5 separate regions of the Zea mays genome follow, and regions 2, 3, 4 and 5 are each linked to region 1. Evidence: chromatin contacts called from public Hi-C data. All regions are on one chromosome and are shown on one strand. The core of a region is the stretch at or near the end of the contact, and the rest is flanking DNA. Distances in the headings are between cores, read along the strand shown. Region 1 holds the start of LOC100192532. Region 2 has its middle 65 kb from the start of LOC103637641. Region 3 has its middle 9.1 kb from the start of LOC103637635. Region 4 holds the start of LOC100502349. Region 5 has its middle 59 kb from the start of LOC100383177.

Region 1 (2,916 bases), core at 104-2,603:
GACCTTTTCAAACACAACATCTTTCAAACCTCTAACCTTTTCTTTGTTCAGAAGCTTCTTAAGTGTCCCCATTACAACATGTGCAACCTCCATGCCATAACCATCCAAGTGATGTTTTGGTGAAGAGGCAAGTCCTTAGGTTAGCATCCTCAGAAGTGAAAACCACCAAATTAAGTTGTTATATCTAAATACCTTAGGTGAAAACCACCAAGTCCTTAGGTGATCATCCACTTTAGACACAACAACTTATTTCTCTGTGAATAAACATTGAATTCCAAGATCACACAATTGACTAACTGACAATCAATTGAAGCTCAAAGATGCAAGTAAGAGGACATTTGAATTGTTCTCAAAAGTTATCTTGTCTTGATCATCCACATCTTCATCAAGAGAGGTGAACATCAATGGGTCACCGGTCCTATGTTAACTGCAACCACTATCAATTACCCAACGACTCCCACTGGTCTTATAGTTCACCTACACGCAAGGCAGATCAAGCTTGATTTTTAGGCACCCAAACTTGATGGGGCCTACAACTTTCTCAATCAAGGACTTTTCAACCCAAATCTTTTTAGGCCTACTCTTGTTAGGTGGACCTAAAAATGTGACTTTGACCTTTCCACTTGTGTCCTTTCTAAGCAAATAATGAGCATTGAAGGCGAAATGTCTTAAGTGTTTGGGCAAAGGATTATGTGGAGTGGCTTTGCAATTATGAGCAAAATGTCCCTCTTTTCCACACACAAAACATTTAATATGCTTAGGAGCTTACTTTGGCTTGTTTTTCATTTTGTGTTTTTTTTTCACAAAAGATTTGTATCCAATACTACTTTTATCAACTTTTATCTAGCTATTGGAGTTTTTTTTTAAAAAACTCTATTTATATAAATTATAAAATAAATACTTCAATTAAAAAACCTCTATTTGGCCAGCTAAACATGAAAATATTGAAACCCCTTCAAAGCCTAGTGGAAGGTAACTTAAACGGTTTTAAGAGTTAAGACCAGTTAAAACCGCTTTGGAACATAGCAATAATTTTTTCTCATTTTAGTTTTTAATTAAAATAAACTGGTTTCTATAAAAAAATTGTATTAAGAAGCTCAATTATTTCGAGGGAAAATAGCAATAGTATGTGGAGATAGAATGGACTTCTAGAAAAATCAGAAGCCCAGAAGATGGGTCACAACGGCCCTTCTGAGTTGGGCAATTGTTTTCTTTATCTCATCTGAGTGAGGCTTAGAGCTCACTAAAATGGGCCTACCCATTCGGCCCTTATGGAACTGGATCTCTAGGTGTCATTGGCTGGGCGGCTGGGCCATGGTCCATGGAGTCGTTGGTACCACGGGCGCTGCCGTCAGATACTCAGATCTCGTCTCCAAGGTGTCGGAGATGGACTTGCCGGCGAACCGCGGCCGGTGGCGCAGGCGGAGCGCCCGATCGCACCTGCCTCTCGTCGTGGCCGTCCTCGTGCTCCTTCTTCCGGCCTATCTTCTCTTCTCATCGGCCTACTCCACCACGCTCCGCGCTCTCTTCGCTTTCCCCTTCGCCCCCGGCGGTGGCGAGGCGCCCCGGTGCGGGGGCTCAGTGGAGCTCGAGGGTCAGAGGTTCCTGTGGTACGCACCGCACAGCGGGTTCAGCAACCAGGTGGGCGAGTTGCGGAACGCGGCAGTGGCAGCCGCTCTGCTAAACCGCACTCTCGTTGTGCCCCCCGTGCTCGACCACCACGCCGTCGTCCTCGGGAGCTGCCCCAAGTTCAGGGTCACCGACCCTTCCTCGCTGCGCGCCGCTGTTTGGGACCACACCATGCAACTCCTGCTGGATCGAAGGTAAATACCAGACTTGGCATTCAACTTCACCGAGTTCGTTTGGTCTCTGGTGTATCAGAAATTGCTTGGATTCGAATTTGGTCTACACTTTTTGCTTCCACCTTGCTTATTGTGAAATGACTCAAATGATGGAACAATGTGGCGACCCTATTGCTACATCAGAATCTCGGTTATTTAAAGGATAGCAGATCACTTGGCAATGACATCACTCAGTTTCCTTTGATTAAGTGAGGTCATTTCTGATTGGAAGATAGTGAAGTATTCTATGTTGCACTCGCACACCTCGAGCAACCACTTTTCACATTGTGCATAACTGATCGCCGATTCATTGTGGACTGTTGTTAATGCTTATTTGTTTAACATTCAGGTATGTTTCAATGGGTGACATAGTTGATCTATCCCCAATCGAACCAATGGTTAGGACTATCGACTTCAGGGTTTTTGTCTCCCTGTGGTGCGGTGTAGACATGCGGAAGACTTGCTTTTCTCGGCTGTGCTGTGCTGTTTCTGGTGGTAGCTCTAGGCCAGATGACTACAATAAATGCCGATCTTTGCTGTCTGGTCTAGGAGGCAGTGAAAAAGGCTGTGTGTATCATGTACATGACGATTGTAGAACAACGGTCTGGACATACCAACAGAATGATGATGGGGCGTTCGATCAGTTTCAACCAGATGAAGAATTGAAACGGAGGAAGAAGATCTCATATGTCCGGAGACGCAGAGATATGTACAAGGCTTTAGGGCCTGGTTCACAAGCTGAGGATGCTACTTTGCTGGCATTTGGGACACTCTTCTCAGGACCATACAGGGGATCTGAGTCTTATTTTGATATCCATGAATCGCCTAAGGACCAAAGAGTACAAAGGGTACTAGAGAAGGTTGAGTTTCTTCCCTTTGCACCGGAGATCATGGCTGCAGGGAAGGAATTTGCTAAGAACAACATTAAGGAGCCATTTCTTTGTGCGCAACTTAGGTTGCTGGATGGGCAATTCAAAAATCACTGGAAAGCAACATTCTCTGCCCTCAAGGAGAAGTTGGAAGCTATTGAACTAGAAATTAGGAGAAACATGACTAGTGGCCTTATTCACATGTT
Region 2 (2,730 bases), core at 11-2,510, 430 kb after region 1:
GGTAAATACCGGTTTTACCTCTGAGAGGTCTTACGTTTCTATATAAGCAACATGTACACTACCTCATAATACAGTGAAGATGCCCAACCTTAATCATGTGTCTCGTGTATTCTCTGTTGTGCTTATGGGAAAAGAGACGAGTCTTTAACATCTTCTCGCATTTAATGACGAGAGAGAATAAAGCGAATCTAAAGATCTGTGATAACGTAGCTATATTTCTCGAGAATTAGAATCGGTCCTAGGGATGGCAACGGTTAAAATATCCGCGGATACTGTCTCTGGACACCCATATCCGCGACTTATATCCGATATCCGAACTCGTACCCGTTATCCACCATGGATAACAAACAGTATCCACATCCGTTACCCGCGGATAACGGATATCCGCGGATATATCCGTTTGCCCACTACACATACAAAATATTTAAATCCAGCAAATTCAAACATGATATCATATTTGTCCAACAAACAAATTTAAATATGATAAAAACATAAAGTCATACAGAATCTGTCCAGCAAATTCAAACATGATATCATATTTGTCCAGCAAATATAAAATTGTCTAGCAAAATCAGATCTGAGCTTCCTCTTTGATCCTGATGAAGCAGGCGGCCAGGCACGTAGGGAGTCAGCGATGCAGGGAGCCAGGGACTGAGGACAAGCTACGCAGGGAGTCAGCGATGCAGGGACTGAGGACGAGCTGGAGATCTGCGCTCTGTGCCCGGGAGCCGCGCAGGGAGCCAGGGACCCGGACCGGTAGGGGGCAGCGACTGCGGGGGTCTGGGAGAGGTGAGATGGAGTGGGCGGTGGCGGTAGGAGTGGCCGAGTGGGAGAGGACAGAGGAGGAGAGAATGAGATCGGAGAATGGACTGGCCGAGCGAGGGCTTCGCTAGATTGATGGAAGCATGGAGATTGGAGAACGGTTGTGGCCTTGTGGGCTGTGGCGATGTGGCCCATGGGCCTGCGGGACGGGTGTAATTTTAACGGATATTCGGGTAATTGGGTATGGATATTGATTTTTCCTATCTGTTTTAAAAATATCCACGGATATCAAGTGCTACTCGTATCTGTATCCATGTATACAGACTCGTACCCAAAACTGTGTCCAACAGATTTTTTATCCGCGGGTACGCGGATAAATGACATCCATTGCCATCCATAATCGGTCCACCGCTCGCATAAGGAGCTGAGCGGCGCGGGGGTGGCGAGACACGGGCCAGGTAACTGATCCGGCCCAGCCCACGTGCGCGCGCGTGCTCCCCGCGCACCGTCGCTGCAGGATCAGCACGGCATGGGCTCGCCTGATGCGATGCGTTGTCGGTGGCGTGTGGCGTATGCCGGGCCCCGGCCCACGGGGCCTCTCTCCGATCTCCTTCTCTGGCTCCGGCGCGAATGAGCGCGGTTGCTTTGCCCCGTCCGCGCTGCTTATCGGGTCGGGGGATGCGAGGACCTGGTGGCAGGCACCACACCAGGGAGGCAGTCCGTTGCGCCGCGTCGCTAGCTCGCAGTCGCAGGTCGCAGCGCCTCGCTTCGGCACACGGATCACGCACGCACAGGAAGGAATTGAACGAGCCAGGAAAAGCCGGAGTGGCTAAGCCAAGCTGGCTTTTACCGGAGCCGCGGAGCGGGATGGACCGGCCGTCTCTTTCTGCTCATGTTTCCTTCGCCCTGCTCTTTCTTTCCATATGGTTCACACAACGCTGCGCTGAAAACGGCGTGGATGTTAGCTACCTTGCCACCGGGAGATTGTGTGGATGCCATACTTGCAGCTGCCTCAGACAAACAAGGGAACGCATACAGTTAGTAGAAACTCTGGAACGTCTTGATTGACCAATCATAAATTGGACTAGCTAGTAGCTACAACGCTTTCAGACGCCTTTTTTTTTCTTTACACTCATTCTCACGATGGTCCAATAATTTTTGGAAACTAACTAGAGTCCAGCTAGCAAGACATGATATCGTAGTCTTTGGAAAAGATCGAACGAGCGGAGCAGCTGTAACTCTCGCTCGCCCACCACCACAGGATCGCCGAGGCAATGGCCGACGTCGCCGTCGTGAATCCACAGCCACGCGGACGCCGCCGCCTCCAGTAATCTTTGCTTGTGTGATGCTGCTGTAAAGGTGCTTGATCTGATTGCTGGATCAAGAAGCAATCTATAGCATTGGTTTTTCTCCACTGCGCTACTACTCCATGGACCGCACTCCAGAGTCCAGACAGTTGTCCCTATGATCCTAGGGTATGTACAACTGTGCGTAATAGGGGTGGATGTTCGGCTTATCCAAAAATTTCGGGTCGAATAATTTGGGTATTTTAAATTTTGGATTTTGAGAATCGATACCCGAAATTACAATGGGTTAGGTACTCGGAATTTCGGGTTCGGGTTCGGTATTCCCGAACTACCCGAATTATTGTGTTGGCTTCATAAAAACACATACACCCTATTAAATTAATATAAAAATATAGTTTGAATAATAATATACATGGACATATAAAACACAAGCAATTTACAATCAAAAGTTATGCACACTTACATATAATTATAGATGTACAAATTAATAATTAAGCATGACATGAGTACATGACACATGAAAGTTCGGGTATTTCGGGTACCCGACTGTGATACCCGAATTATCCCGAAATAAATTCGGGTTATGCAAGTTGCTACCCGAAATTTCCAAACAAAAATTGGGTTTCGGGTATTTCGAGTTTGGGTTCGGGTATTCCGGTTT
Region 3 (2,878 bases), core at 151-2,650, 460 kb before region 1:
GGCCAAATCAGCACTACGGGCCGAGGCTATGGCCCAAGCACGACACGACGATCGTGTCGAGCTGGCCCAGGCACTATTAAATGGGCAATGCCCCGGATCAGCCTGCCAGACACGACCCATTTGGCCATCTATACCTCCGCACGATAATGATGGTCCTCGCCTCAGTTGCCGCCACCTCGTTCGTCATCCTACTTCTTTTCTCTCTCCCCTCATACCTCTCCCTTCGCGCCACCTATTCTCGATAGAGGGCGTGGGAGCAGGCACCTCCTCCCTGTATTCGTCCGACACAAGCCCCGACAGCGACCCGCCCAACGACTATTGCACGTCCACGAGGGTGTTTCACAGCATGCACGCACCATCGTTTTCACCGTCGTCGGACGTCCCGTTCGTCTTCCCGGCCTTTGCCCTGTTCTTCCTCCTCAACCTGCTACCCCTGCCCACGGTCGCAGCCGCGAGCCGACCGACGCTCGTCGACACGGGTACGGGTGAGTCGGTCTTACTCCTAGCTTTTCTTCGTGCGTGCCGCCGGGAGGACACGATGGCACCTGCCACGCTTAGGTTATCTTGACGATGACGAGTCCAGATCTGAGATATTGGACAACCAAGGCCTATAGCGCGGCAACAGTCGGCATATGCTACGAGTTGGTGGTGGTGTTGTGTCGCCTCGGCGGATCCATAGGCTGGAAGGCACTCACATTCTCTCGCTCTTTTCGGACTGACACTTGGTGCGGGTGTCTCTCGATTTGGAGCTGCTCTAGCTGGGCTTCTTTCTCCGCTTGCATGCTCTCTCTCTGTATGTATCTAGCGGTATACTACCCATGTTACCTCCAGATGTCCATGTCTTCGTCGTGTCCTTCTCCGGCAACGAACAGGTATGACTGCCTCTTTCCTTCTTGATCTACGAAATCTTGAAGTGGGGGAGTCGAGGGATGAGGGTTCCTGATTTGCTGCCTATAGTATCCATTCGATAGCTCGGCATCGCATGTCTACATGGTCTTTCCTTTACCACGATGTCGACTCGGTTAGTTAAATAAAAAAATTATTATGCGAAGAACAGAGACAATCAATAAAAAATCTTGAGATCTTTTTGGTGGATAATTTACGTGGTATTGTTGTGAGCCGTCGCAACACACGAGTAACCGACTAGTTGTTATAATATACAACATCTAACATGTGCAAAATAAATAACGGCTGTGATGCATGATTTGCCGGATTGGTGTCTTGTTTGCCGTCAGCGGCCAACCGTCCCCGTAGCTCGAGTGTCTGTCGTCACGTCTTGCTCGCACCACGGCGGCGGGCAGTCGCGGGCGAATCAGCGAGGAAGCGCTGTGAGCAGGACAGGGCAACTGGGCCGCGAGACCGCCGGCGACTCCATATGAGGATAGAAAGCGAGGGAAAGAAAGATGAAACGTCGTTGGGACCCTAACTGGATCGTGACTACCAGAATACGATTCGGAAAAAGAAGAAGCTGTGATGGGCTTATGTCCCTTGGCTCGTTGTTGTTGTTGGGCCTTTACAAGCTACTATCAAATACTATACATAAGCTTAAGCTGCCTATAACATAAATAGATATAAATAACTTTTGAAGCCTTCAGACAGCAGGCTGATAATGATCCCATAATAAAAGTGGATCGATGATGATTATTATCCTATTTTGTGTAAAAAAATTTAGTAACGACAATATTAGTAGTTGTAGCAATAGTAATATTAAGAATAGGAGTATTAGTAATACAACAACAACAATACTTCCATTGACAGTAGCAACAACAACAAATAATAAGCACTTTGGGTGAGGCAAAAGAGGGACATACCCTTGGATCAAAGCGTTAACTTCTGGCCACAATTGAAAGTAAATCGATTCTCAAAATATATCCGCTTCTCCCGTGTTCCATTAGCTGGCCCAATAAAACTTCACTACTACAGACCAGGAGAATACTTTAAAAGGCTAATCAGACATGTTCTTCAACTCTGATCGCCAAGCTTCCAGAAAGCCACTTTCCATGATGGGCATTATCCTAATTGGACCTTTAGTTAAACATGCCCATGACCTAAAGTACACACACACAATACTGATATGATAATTATTGTTTTGTTGCTCTGGTGAACATATGGATAAATAATTTAGAAGGCTACATTCCACTCTAAGAAAGAAGAGAGGAGTGCTGATCTAAATGGTCCTTCAAAGAAATACTTCGTAATGATACTTATAATACCATATCTGTGCAGACGTGTGCCACCTCTGTTGTAACTGTCCAAAGAATAAGAACTTCCAACTGTTACTTTTTCTTTGTGTGTTTACATGGCAGGATAGCAAGAATATTCATGTAACTGAACATATTAACTTGCAAAGTGATGTTTTGTTTTACTGTTAGAGGATAGGGTTAATTAGATGTGTGCCATTACATTTTTTCTGCTTTTGACATATGCCATTAAACTGTTTAGGCTGTTAACCCTGCCATTAAACTTCATAAATTTGGAATACACCATGCTTTTTGAATCAAGTCCACCGGCACGTATTCGTATTTTCCTGTTTCCCATCCTATCCCTAGGCCGTTCTTTCATTTGCCCATCGTGCCAACAGCACCCATCCGCTATGTCCAGCCACCAGGATCGTCGGCTAGCTCCCTGTGCAACTGATACTCGCTAGTGATTGCTAGCTGACATCCAGATTTTCTACAAGTCACACTATAAAAGGAAAAAAACAGTCTTTGCTAGCCGACATCCACATGCCTAACAGTTAACAACCGGTCAGAGAAACAACATATCAAAGAAACAGAAGCATGCAACTGATCAGACTGAACATGCTACTTAACCATATCTTCTCATTTGTTCCAGAAACAAATATATGTTTTGTAAATAGACACTACAATATTATTTG
Region 4 (2,700 bases), core at 139-2,638, 360 kb before region 1:
CGCGACACCCTTTATGGAGATGAGGGCGAGTGCGGGCACATGTAAATGTAACCGCCCGCCATTTATGGAGGTTGTTGTTGCCGGAATTGGACGGGGACGGACGGAAGGGGGACGACATACGATTCTATCCATATACGAAACTGGTGTATTATAATAATCGAGATATAAACCACTTGAATCTCTAACAAATTCTTATAACTGGGGGTGGTGGTGGTAACAAAGCCTTAACGAAACAGGACCCCCGCCACTTGAATGAGTACGAAACAGCCTGACGGATGCTCAATCGGTTTGGTTTGGTTGCGTGACAAGTCGTCGATCCGGTTAGGGAGCTTCACACCAAAGGAAACTTACCGACGCGGCAAAGCAGCAGCAGCAACGACGACGGAACACGAGTCACATAGGAATAGGACGGGACGACGGGAAGGTTAGGATGCTGCTGGCCTGCCCGTGTAAAGCGAGGCAGCAACCACCGCAAGCGTATGACGCAGGAGCAAGTTGCTAGATTCTTCTTCTTGTCCAGACCCAGTCCAGCTCGGTTCCGGCTGCGAGCACGTTTTCCTTGGACCATTGGATGGACTGGACTGGACTGTACCGTGGCTGCCGCGCGACACATGCATGTACGTGTACGTGAGATGGGGACGTCTCGTTTGTCCGGGCCGGCGTTTTTGGTGGGCGGAGACGCGTGATCAGGTCAGGGAGGGGCTAGTTTGGCCCCCTAGATTCGCGCGTCTGTGCCTGCCTCCGACGCGCGGTCGTCATCACGCCGATGCTCGGCTTTCCTCTCCTAGACATACCACTCCCAGCCACTAGCAACACAGTAGTTGTAGCCAAAGGACCATCGACCAGGGCTGCCTCTTTTCTCTGGATGGAATAATAAAAATAAGGCTTTTTGTTTAAAACAGTGGACACCAATGCGGTAGAGCCAACTGTCAGGTCGGCCCCGCTCGCCAGCGCCAGAGGACCCAGCCCCCCAGCTGCAGTGCACTGCCACCCAAATGACTCACCCACCGGCGACACGCCCGTTCCACTGACCGGACCAACCAGCCTGACCCAAGGCCAAGCGCGCACGGCACGAACACGGATCCTTCCACTGCCACTGCCACTGCCACTGCCACGCGGGACCCAACCAGCCAGCGAACGCCTCCTAGGCCACGTCCGCGCGGCCGAACAACCACTCCGGCACGCATCCACCGGCACGCGGGGCCACATTGACGGGCACGCACGCGCAGGCCAGGCAGGCAGAGGCCACAGGCGGTGGCCTTGTGGCGCGGCGCAGGAGCAGGCCTTGCCGCGCCGGCGCTGCCTTGCTCGCGAAGACGCCAGTTCCCAACTATTTGCGGAGCCGAGAGCCGGAGGCGGAGGCGTTAAGCGTAAGGCAGCGAGCATAAAGCGCCCTGGCGCCCGCCCGCCCGCCGCAGCCGCACCAAAGCCTAGCCACCCTCCTCTGCCCTCGAGTCCACGTCTCGTCTCCTCGCTCCACTCGCCAGTCGCCACCCAAGCCGGAGCGAACCCGCTGCCCGAATAGAGTAATCCGAGGAGCCAGCCAAATGGTGGTGGCCGCGTGAGTGTAGGGTCCGGGGGATATAGAGAGAGAGAGACTAGGGGCCGGCCGCGATGCGGGCGTGGGAGATGCACCCGCTCTGCTGCCTCGCCGGTGAGTGGCCGGCCTCGGGCGGCGGGCTCGCGCCCGGCGACCGCTCCCCGCCGGCGGAGGACGCGGGGGCGGCGCCGGCGGTGGCGGGGGTCCTGTACAAGTGGACCAACATCGGCAAGGGGTGGCGCCCGCGCTGGTTCGCGATCCGCGGCGGCGTGCTCGCCTACTCCAAGATCCGGCGCCGCGTCGCGGCGGAGCCGCGTCCCGAGGCCGCGGGCGGCGTCCGGCTGATCGGGGTGGCGCGCGGCGCCGCGGGCGCCGCTGAGCGCCCCATCGGATTCGTGCCTCTCAAGGTCACCCCTCGCGCTCTCGTCTCCTCTCCTCTCCTTCTCGTCTCGATTCGTTGCCTGATTTTTTCCCCCCGAATTTTTTTATGCCGCCCTCCCCGTTTCGCCATGAATGGTCTCGCCATTGTTTAGAGCAGCGACGCATTGCAGTGCGTCGATTTTATCCTCAAAACTGGGGAACACCGAGCATAATAATCGTTCGTTAAATAGTGCTATCGATACGCATTTCGTCGAGCAAATCGACTTCAAAATTTCTGCTACAGTTAGTGGAGCTGGTCTCCTGCGATCCCTCTCTTTTCCGCGTCGCGTCGGATCGAAACAGTCCAACAGAACAGACGAGCACAGGAACTCCAGTCTCCAGCTGTAAAAGTTACCTCGTGCCGTACCATCGTCACGATATGCGGCGGGGATCGTTTTGCAAACGCAATAGCACTCATCATGCTCACGCTCACGCTCCTGGTAAAGGAAACGATGGAAAGTTGCTAGTATATACACTGCTACAAGAAATTGCTAATCCCCTGTCGGAATAAAGCGATGCCTTGTTTTGATTGGAGCTCGCCTTTTACAGCGTCAGCTTAGTGTGAAAGAACAGTCTTTGCATCGACTTGCAACAGTGGTGTTTCCCGTGCTCCCCAGGGAAGGGGCCAGCGACAGGTGGGGGCAACCGGGCTCCCAGCTGGATCTTGTTCAAACGCCCTGGTGTCTTGGCGCCTCCGTTTTGTGTCGCATTGGCATTTTGGAAGTGCATGGGTTAGTGGG
Region 5 (2,776 bases), core at 133-2,632, 260 kb before region 1:
CACCCATGTTCCCACCTATGAGGGTTAGTTTAGTTGGTGGGAGGACCTAAACAGATAAATTATGTCCAAATGCAAGAGTCGAAATAAAGGGGATAGAGTTCCCCGTCGATCTGGTAGTAATGGGTACCCGTGATGTATACATAGATGTCATCTTAGGTATGAATTGATTGATGAAGTATCAAGGTGGCCTTAGCTGTGATAAGAGGACTGTGAGGTTGGTGTACTTATCAGGAGAAGAAGTAGTGGTGGAGCTGATCTTGTCTGAACCAAGGAAAGGAAGCTATCACCAGATATCTGTTGATAGTAAGGGAGTCAATCCGCTTGAAGTTATCAGAGTGTCCAGACCAGAGCTAGTGGAACTCAAGAAGCAGATAGACGAGTTGTTGGAGAAGGTTTACATCAGACCCAACACCTCGCCTTGTGCCGCTCCTGTGTTGTTTGTAGAGAAGAAGGATGATACAAAGAGGACGTGCATAAATTACTGAGCTTTGAATGAGGTCACTATTAATAACAAGTACCCCTGCCCAGAATAGAAGATCTGTTCGACCAGCTGAGAGAAGCCAGTGTGTTCTCGAATATAGATACGAGGTTAGGTTAGCATTAGCTCAGAATCCGACCTTCCGATGTACCGAAGATAGCATTTACCACCAAGTATGGATTATATGAGTTCACAATGATGTCCTTTGGTCTGACAAATGCGCCAACTTTCTTCATGTATCTGACGAACAACATGTTCATGGATTACCTAGACAAGCGTCACACCTCAAATCCTATTGTGGTGATTAGAAAAGTTCTACAAAGTATTTGAATTAAAAAAAATTTGTTGTTATCTTTGAAACTATTTTTCTAAAACCAAATAAATGGGGAAAATAAAATATTAGCTATGTGTTTAAATCATTTTAAAAAAATATGATGTAGTAGTTTACATGAATTGTATTGAAGATTTGGTGGTTTCCAAGATAGAAAGGTTATTTAAATTTTAGGTGGTGTGAATTATGAATTTGAAATTAAATTCTTAAATAAATAAATAAAATGAACTTTGCATTGGATGCTGGTAAATTTCTTTGGTTGTTCATTTTAAATAAATTTTGAAATTCAAAGGCCTGATTTGAATTGGGATTCAAACTTGAATTAAATAAGTTAAAATAGATAATATAAAATATAAAAGAAAAAGAGAAACTACCTAGCCGCGCGGGACCTTTCTTCAACTCGGCCCACCTCTTATCTACTCTCAGTCGATTGGGACGGCTCGGATTTGGCCCAATGAACCCCAGCCAACCGCGACCATCTGTGTTCACATCTGGGTTGGCACCGACATGTGGTCCCCTTGGCCGGCCACACAACATGTCCCCGTCACTCGCAGGTGGGGTCCCCACACCATCCCTTTCTCACCACGTAGCACCATCACTCATTGACATGTGGGGCCACATTGTCAGAACTACCCCCTTCACCATAGCAAACTCCACGTCAAACGCGACTTCGGTTGTGCTCTGAGCTCCCATTTTCCGGTGGGATTCACCCAGGGACGGTTCTCCCTCCCCCTCCCTTCGAAGTTGGCAGTATAAAAGCCAAGTTCGCCTTCTCATGACTGCCATATCCATTCAGCCCGTGCATGCGCAAACATAAGGAAGGCACCGCCGCGTGAGCAGAGAGAGGTCAGGGAGTGGGAGAAAGTGGCTGCCGCGGTTGATTCAAGCATATGGCAATGTTGAGTCCTCGGAATCGGGCCAGTAACCCTCGCCATGCAGTGCACAATACATACGTGGCTTCACTTGGATGGAGTCGTGCTCGGATCGCGGAGGAATTGCTCACCAAAGCTATCAAGCCACCGTGGATTCGCAGATCCCCGTGGGCGGGATTGCTCGGCACAACAATCAGGGCTGATTTGGTGATTAGGGATCCCTAGGGGATCCATGGGGGAGGAATACCCTTGCAATTCAATTTTGAATAGCAAGAGGATTTTTTCCCTTAGGATCCCCGGTCACTAAATCAGACCTCAGTGGTAAGGGTGCCCTGCCTAGTTCCTTGTTTCTTGCGCATGCCTCTTCACTAGTCGTCAGGTAAGGGAAAGCTTTCGGGCGCTGAGATGGGTGTTCGTCGGTGATGCCCTGCTGTGTGGGGTGGGCCTGTGCCACCGGTCCGACCGATGGGGGTGGACGACATGCTTGTGTTGTTGGATGAATCACACATGGTTGGGATTAGACCCTAGCATACCCCTTCGACTATTTAATCTGAGTCGTGGATAGTTGAACGGGCGGTTCCGGTTAGAGATAAAGTAACGCTTTGGCCGAGCATATGTGGATCGTTGATCTGTGATCTATCGGCTCGCGCGCGGTCAGCGTTATGCAGCCATGTAAATCTTTCTAGAGAGCCCTAGATTTTTATAGAATCAACCCGACATCCTTTCCTTCGCAGAGACTATAACAAATAGATCCAAAACTTTATAATATTAACCTTCAGATTTATGAATATAATACCCGCAGTCCAAGAGTCCACCGATTTATATAAAATGAATAAGAAATTGATTTTTGGTATTAAAATAAATCTATAATGTTTAAATAAATCATAACTTGTTCATTTTATCTCCGATTTACTTCATTCAAGTTGTGTTAGTCTCGTATTAAATTTGTCTACGGAGTAACAACATTATTTTTTGTTATATCACCTATTTTTATATATAGATAATTATTCAACCTATGTTTAGTAGATGGATCTAGTTCATCAAAGTTAACCATTCATAAATATAAACTGACTTAAAATAAAATCTCTAATGAAG

The links. A called contact is a pair of places that touch in the nucleus more often than the background predicts.
Region 2: a contact with region 1 is called in a Hi-C map of ear, with 3 times the contacts expected there. The contact joins the enhancer-like site here to the promoter of LOC100192532 in region 1. A contact is called at or near these places in 2 of 25 Hi-C or Micro-C datasets (ear and leaf).
Region 3: a Hi-C map of ear shows a contact between it and region 1, with 3 times the contacts expected there. The contact joins the enhancer-like site here to the promoter of LOC100192532 in region 1. A contact is called at or near these places in 3 of 25 Hi-C or Micro-C datasets (ear and leaf).
Region 4: a Hi-C map of ear shows a contact between it and region 1, with 4 times the contacts expected there. The contact joins the promoter of LOC100502349 here to the promoter of LOC100192532 in region 1. A contact is called at or near these places in 3 of 25 Hi-C or Micro-C datasets (ear and leaf).
Region 5: a contact with region 1 is called in a Hi-C map of leaf, with 5 times the contacts expected there. The contact joins the enhancer-like site here to the promoter of LOC100192532 in region 1. A contact is called at or near these places in 3 of 25 Hi-C or Micro-C datasets (bundle sheath, leaf and tassel).

Annotation. Positions count from the first base shown.
Region 1 is chr1:90,782,316-90,785,231 of Zm-B73-REFERENCE-NAM-5.0, forward strand. It overlaps LOC100192532, which reads left to right and starts at 1,354. Exons shown (of 2, transcript NM_001367478.1): 1 at 1,354-1,823; 2 at 2,191-2,916. The coding sequence starts at 1,387.
Region 2 is chr1:91,213,376-91,216,105 of Zm-B73-REFERENCE-NAM-5.0, forward strand. No RefSeq gene overlaps it. Among protein-coding and RNA genes, the nearest start is that of LOC103637641, 65 kb to the left of the region's middle. Within about 2 kb of position 1,261, at least 19 of the 20 cell types and tissues checked have an H3K27ac peak or open chromatin away from gene starts, as enhancers often do. A contact at or near this core is called in ear and leaf, where this site is marked.
Region 3 is chr1:90,319,926-90,322,803 of Zm-B73-REFERENCE-NAM-5.0, forward strand. No RefSeq gene overlaps it. Among protein-coding and RNA genes, the nearest start is that of LOC103637635, 9.1 kb to the left of the region's middle. Within about 2 kb of position 1,401, at least 17 of the 20 cell types and tissues checked have an H3K27ac peak or open chromatin away from gene starts, as enhancers often do. A contact at or near this core is called in ear and leaf, where this site is marked.
Region 4 is chr1:90,417,386-90,420,085 of Zm-B73-REFERENCE-NAM-5.0, forward strand. It overlaps LOC100502349, which reads left to right and starts at 1,389. Exons shown (of 10, transcript NM_001363268.1): 1 at 1,389-1,947. The coding sequence starts at 1,615.
Region 5 is chr1:90,520,084-90,522,859 of Zm-B73-REFERENCE-NAM-5.0, forward strand. No RefSeq gene overlaps it. Among protein-coding and RNA genes, the nearest start is that of LOC100383177, 59 kb to the right of the region's middle. Within about 2 kb of position 1,383, at least 18 of the 20 cell types and tissues checked have an H3K27ac peak or open chromatin away from gene starts, as enhancers often do. A contact at or near this core is called in bundle sheath, leaf and tassel, where this site is marked.